Regions from separate parts of the Zea mays genome. Here region 2 is linked to region 1. The links are chromatin contacts, called in public Hi-C maps. All regions are on one chromosome and are shown on one strand. Each heading gives the region's core, a stretch centred on a gene start, on an enhancer-like site or on the middle of the called end of the contact. The rest is flanking DNA. Distances are from core to core; before and after follow the strand shown. Region 1 holds the start of LOC100304271 (Protein ELC-like). Region 2 holds the start of LOC100281320.

Region 1 (2,763 bases), core at 158-2,657:
ACGAGATTCCTGAATTATATTTTTGGATGGAAGGAGTAGTATTTAAAGAAGAGCCTTGCATGCAATTTCTTTTTGTTTGAATAATGTTTTCAACTTAAATTCTTTTTTATACGTGTTACATTTATTCTCCGTAATATTTTTTCCATGGATTTGACTTATGAGTCATTTTCATAAACCAATGCTAAAGATGAATCCATGTTTCTTACTTGGAAACCTCGAACAAACACCACTGGCAGGAGGCGCTCGCGTTGGCATCGCTCATCGACGACGAGAAGAAGCTTGGCGACTGCTAGTTCAACCTCTGGAAGCAGTACTACGTGGCCACATGCGTCGCTGTGTTCGGCAAGCTCCGCCGCAGCCGCCGCTTGGACGCAGTCCAGAGCGGCTGCATCGCGTTGTCCATCTCAAACAGGGGGACCTCATGGTCGTCACCAATGCCGGCGAATCTTGGGTTGTTCTAGGCACCGCATCAGACAACAGTGCCGTCACACCGTCCAGCTCATCATCACCTGAAGCTCAACCTGCCACGTAAGTCACTACTGACCGGCCATGAATTCTTGTGCGCTGGGACGACGACCGTTGCTGACATTGTGTGAGTGTCCTCAAACAAGATGTATGTAGAGGAGTAGCACATCCGGTGGTGCAACGGCTAGGTGTATTACCTCGCTGATGAGCCCGGGGTGCACTTCGTTTGGCAACACAACAAAGAGTCATCGGTACTCACCATGTCGTGCGCGTTCGACGACTACTATATCAAGGACTATGGCGTCATCTTGGCGCCAGAGGTGACGCAGAGGAGGACCGACAACAATGACCACTCGTCATCGTCGGGTAGCTTTTGTGCCGGCCTGCCTTTAATTCTCTTCGCAAACACATACACTTGTTTTTTGGTTTAAGCAAGCGTGTATGGTGGTGCCTACCTGATGACTGATAATGTACGAGGGAACTTCTACTGGCAGGTGTGGCACGTGCTCTTCAATGATGAGACCATACAAATCATGGCATATATCGAAGTCTGCATGATACTGATGGTTGTAATGTAGTAGTGAAACAGCTAAATTAAAATAACAAAATTTATGTATGGCTAAGATTACAAATGGATTATGAAACATTTTCTTATAACAATATAAGACATATTTTATATTTAAGTTATTATGTTATTATATGTCTCCGTTGCAACACACGGGTACGCACCTAATAAAAAGATAATACTACAATTACTCGGGCGCAAATGTGTTTGTTTAAAAATAAAGGAAAACAACACCATCCCACCCAAGGCCAGCGCATGGGCAGAAAGGAAGGAGAAGGAAAAAAAACCCGCCCTCCCCTCCCGCACCGCACCCCAGCAAGGCAGGCAGGCAGGCCAGCCAGAATCACACGACACACGCATACAGTTTTAGTTTGTTCAACTACACACGCAAATCGGAATCGAAACCCTATCTCGGATCCGATGGCTCGTTCGCCGCCGCCTTCTTCGTCGGCCGGCGGCGCGCAGTACGCGCAGCAGTTCCTCAACACGGCGCTCTCCCAGCGGGGCCCGTCCGCGCTGCCGTACGCCGAGGACGTCAAGTGGCTCATCCGCAACCACCTGGTAGCGCTGGCCGAGGCCTTCCCCTCCCTCCATCCCAAGGCCGCCCTCTTCACCCACAACGACGGCCGCGCCGCTCACCTCCTCCAGGCCGACGGCACCATCCCCATCCACCACGCCGGTGCCTCCTACAACCTCCCCGCCGTCATCTGGCTGCCCGAGCCCTACCCGCGCTCCCCGCCGCTCGTCTTCCTCTCCCCGACCCGAGACATGGTCATCAAGCCCCACCACCGCCTCGTCGACAGCTCCGGCCTCGTCGCCAACGCGCCCTACCTCCGCTCCTGGGTCTTCCCCTCCTCCAACCTCGTCGACCTCGTCCGATCCCTCTCGCACCTATTCGGCCTCGACCCGCCCCTCTTCACCAGGAACCCTCCTGCCGCCGCACAGGCTCCGCCACCGAATCCCTCGCCGACCCAGCCCCCACCACGGCTCGCCGCCTCCCCTTCCCCCTCCTACAGCAGGCTTGGGGGTGCCGCCGGCTTCCCGGCGTCGCCCCAGCTCGCCCCCCGCCCGCCCCCCACGGAGGACCCCGCCGAGGTCTTCAAGCGCAACGCCGTCGCCAAGCTCGTCGACATGGCCTACGCCGACGCCGCCGCACTGCGCACCGCACGGGAGGCTGAGGTCGACGCCCTCTTCGCCGTCCAGGCCGAGCTGCGGCACAGGGGAGGCATCGTCGCTCAAGGTGTGCGCAACATGGGGGAGGAGATGGAAGCGCTCGAGCGGCGCCTGCAGGACGTCATGATGGCCACCGATGTTGTGGAGGACTGGGTCAGGCAGAACAACAGGAGAGGCAGCAACCAAGCCACCGAGGACGACGAAGCCATCGAGCCGGCGGATGTGCTGTCCAGGCAGATGATCCAGTGCACAGCGGCAGATTTGGCGCTCGAGGACACCATCTACGCGCTCGACAAGGCAATCCAGGAAGGATCCGTGCCCTTTGACGGCTACCTCAGGAGCGTGCGTGCACTGTCCCGTGAGCAGTTTTTCCACCGCGCCCTATCTGCCAAGGTGCATAGCGCGCAGCAGCAGGCTAAGGTTGCTAGCATGGCAGCACGGGCGCCACCGCAGTACGCATCATAGGGATCATGGTCAGTATGCTTGCTTGGTTTGCTATTTCCTCCGATTTTGTCTGTCTTACCTGTCTGTGTAAAGTTTCTACCCCATGCTTGTTTACT
Region 2 (2,763 bases), core at 181-2,680, 140 kb before region 1:
AGCTAATGTTAACTTTGAACACTTTTAATTGTCTGTGCTGGTAACCCAGCTTATTGCATACTGATGTTAGAATATTATAGCAGATGATTACAACGCTACAACCAAGTGCATAAAAAAGACTAAAATCCTTGAGCAGATTGGTTATTCTAGCAGATTAGGGCTAGTACTTTTGCTTCTCTCCTTTCTTGGTCAGGGGCATATACTAAAGAGATTCAAATATCGCCTTTGCCTTTCTCTGTCTAGAGAAAACTATTAGTCGTATATGGTCGTAGCCCATACAGGTGAATGTGTGCGTATCTTATTATGATTAGAACAATAAAAAAAAGACAGGAAACGAATAAAAAGCTCTGTCATGGAGAGAGGTTTGAGTGACCTCTATACTAAAATTGGATCGACACTACCTGGACACCACTAGAGTGGATGCCATGGGTGAAAAAGGCAGCTTTGCGCTAACAATCTAGGAAATACTACATAAACTGCTGTACTAGGAAATTGAAGCAAGCTAGAAGAAGCCAACAAATAAGAGATATTATCGTATTAATCAGCGAATGGCCATGGATTAGAGGGGCTGCAGTCTAGTCTAGCTAGCTTTGTTCGTCTTCCTCCCATTCTTCCTTGGTCATATATGGCTTTAAATTCACATACATATTCCTATTGGTAGCAGCCTAGAGCTGAGTGGATGAGGAGGTTCTTCTGATGTGGGAGCTGCTCTTGCTGCTGCTTTGCTGGACCAGTGCAGCCATATCTAGTTTCAGCTGGTACATGTTATATACAAACAGATGAGTATTCATTCATTTTTAGCTATAAGAGACAAAGTGTGCTACTATTTGTTACTTGTTTGCACTGCCTCTTGAGCTTGAGGTTCTCATTCACCAGGCGACGAACCTCCTTCTCCAGCTCCTGCACATAGGCCTGTAGTGTTTGTGTGTCAGAGAGAGACATGGGTTGAGCTGCTTAGATTCGTGTTCGTACCCTCTTCCTTGCCCTGGAGCGCAGCGCAGACTCCCTGTTCCTCATCATCCGGATGTTCTTCCGCTCGTCGTCGTAGCCGCCGCTGCTGTTGCTGCCGCCACCGGGCCCCGTCAGCTGCAGATCCAGGGCGCCGGCCCCCAGCAGGTACTCCTCCTCGTCCTCACCCTCGTCCTCTTCCTCCTCGCCGACGCTGAGCGACAGGAGAGGGGTGCGCCGTGGGGGCACCGCGCCTGCCGGTGGCGCTGGCACCGGCGCCTTCAGGGCGGCGCTGTCGCGGCTCGTACTGGTGCTGGACAGGGAGAAGAGAGAGCTGCAGCCGCTCAGGCTCAGCTGCGGGCTCCTCGGCATCCTCCTTGGATTGGGTTAGAGCAGCAGGCAGCACTATCGCAGCCAGCGGACAGCGGAGGACAGACACGGACGGACTCGACCACGCGAAATGCGACTCCTCTTCTCTCCTGACCTCAGCTAACCAAAGCCACGAGCCATCCCATTATTGCGGTACCCCACCACGCGATTCGACTCACGCTGTTCGTATCTCGTTTTCCTCTTCTCTATCGGCTATCGCTATGCTATCGGCTATCGCTGTTCCTCTCTCGTTTGTACTTTGGCCTTGTTTTACACCTGCTTCGTCCAGGTTCAGCCTCCCGTCGAGAGCAAGCAGTTATTTTTTTTCTTCATCCTTGCGAGTGGCACCGATTCATCGATCACTGGCCAGTGGGGTAGCCGAGTCACCGACAGATGTCATTCTCTCCTTAAAAATAGTAAAAGATTAGATTGCCAGGGTAAAAGATGGCAACGGCCAAGGGGAATAAAATACTCCTATGTCCACGGACAATAAAAAAATATATACAGATGCGTGAATCTGCCTGTGAACACAGATATGATGCATTCTCAAATTTGATATGTATTATTTAATGAAAAAGAAAAATATTTTTCATGTACACAAATACGATATACCCGCTTCATCCCTCACCATCCATCCTCCACCGACCGCCGCCATACACCCTCAGCCCCCAACTTATCCTCTCCTTGCCTCCTTGGCTTCAGTAGCCTCCTCTACCTGGTTCTTAGGAGACATATAGGCCCTATTTGTTTCGGCTTCTGGCAGCTTCTGACCACCAAAAACTGCTGCGTACTGTCAAATGCTCAGCTTTTCAGCCAGCTTCCATAAAATTCGTTGGGGGCAAAAACATCCAAAATCAACATAAACACATAATCGGTTGAGTCACTGTAATAGTAGGAATATGTCACTTTCTAGATCCTGAGCCCTATGAACAACTTTATCTTCCTCCACACATAATTGTAATGATACTCAGATTCTCCCCACAGCCAGATTCTCCCCACAGCAAGATTTTCAGAAAAGCTTGTTAGAAAAAAGCTGAACCAAACATGTCCATAGTCATTTGTCGGCACAATATAGCACCCATGACGGGTAACAGGTGCGAACACAAAATTTTGCTTGCAAGCGCCGGTATGCGACATTGGTATCCGCAGGCATTTTGTACATTGCCATCTATAGTTCATAGCCTATCTTAAAGGCACCTCCTTCCAATATAAATCAACACTTCGTTTTTCTCCTCACTCCACCGTGTTCTTGGGCCTAAGCCATAGGCGAGCAACCTCTAAACCTTTGTTTGCTTGTGTAAATGCACCGGTAGCCAAGCAATCAAGTTTTTGGGAAGCACATCTACGTGACTGTTCTCTGTCTTTGTCAACTTCGGTTCAATCCAGTAGTCATGTTCTTTATCTTCCTCGAGCGAACAACTACATTGACAACCGCTCATGGGATAG

The links. Hi-C and Micro-C count contacts between places; a contact is called where the count stands out from the background.
Region 2: a contact with region 1 is called in a Hi-C map of leaf, with 8 times the contacts expected there. The contact joins the promoter of LOC100281320 here to the promoter of LOC100304271 in region 1. A contact is called at or near these places in 1 of 25 Hi-C or Micro-C datasets (leaf) and 1 of 3 datasets of contacts at active chromatin or transcription factors (leaf).

The regions. Positions count from the first base shown.
Region 1 is chr5:225,819,592-225,822,354 of Zm-B73-REFERENCE-NAM-5.0, reverse strand. It overlaps LOC100304271 (Protein ELC-like), which reads left to right and starts at 1,407. Exons shown (of 1, transcript NM_001165714.1): 1 at 1,407-2,763. The coding sequence starts at 1,451. The coding sequence ends at 2,668.
Region 2 is chr5:225,955,987-225,958,749 of Zm-B73-REFERENCE-NAM-5.0, reverse strand. It overlaps LOC100281320, which reads right to left and starts at 1,430. Exons shown (of 3, transcript NM_001154238.2): 1 at 973-1,430; 2 at 835-912; 3 at 277-755. The coding sequence starts at 1,320. The coding sequence ends at 666.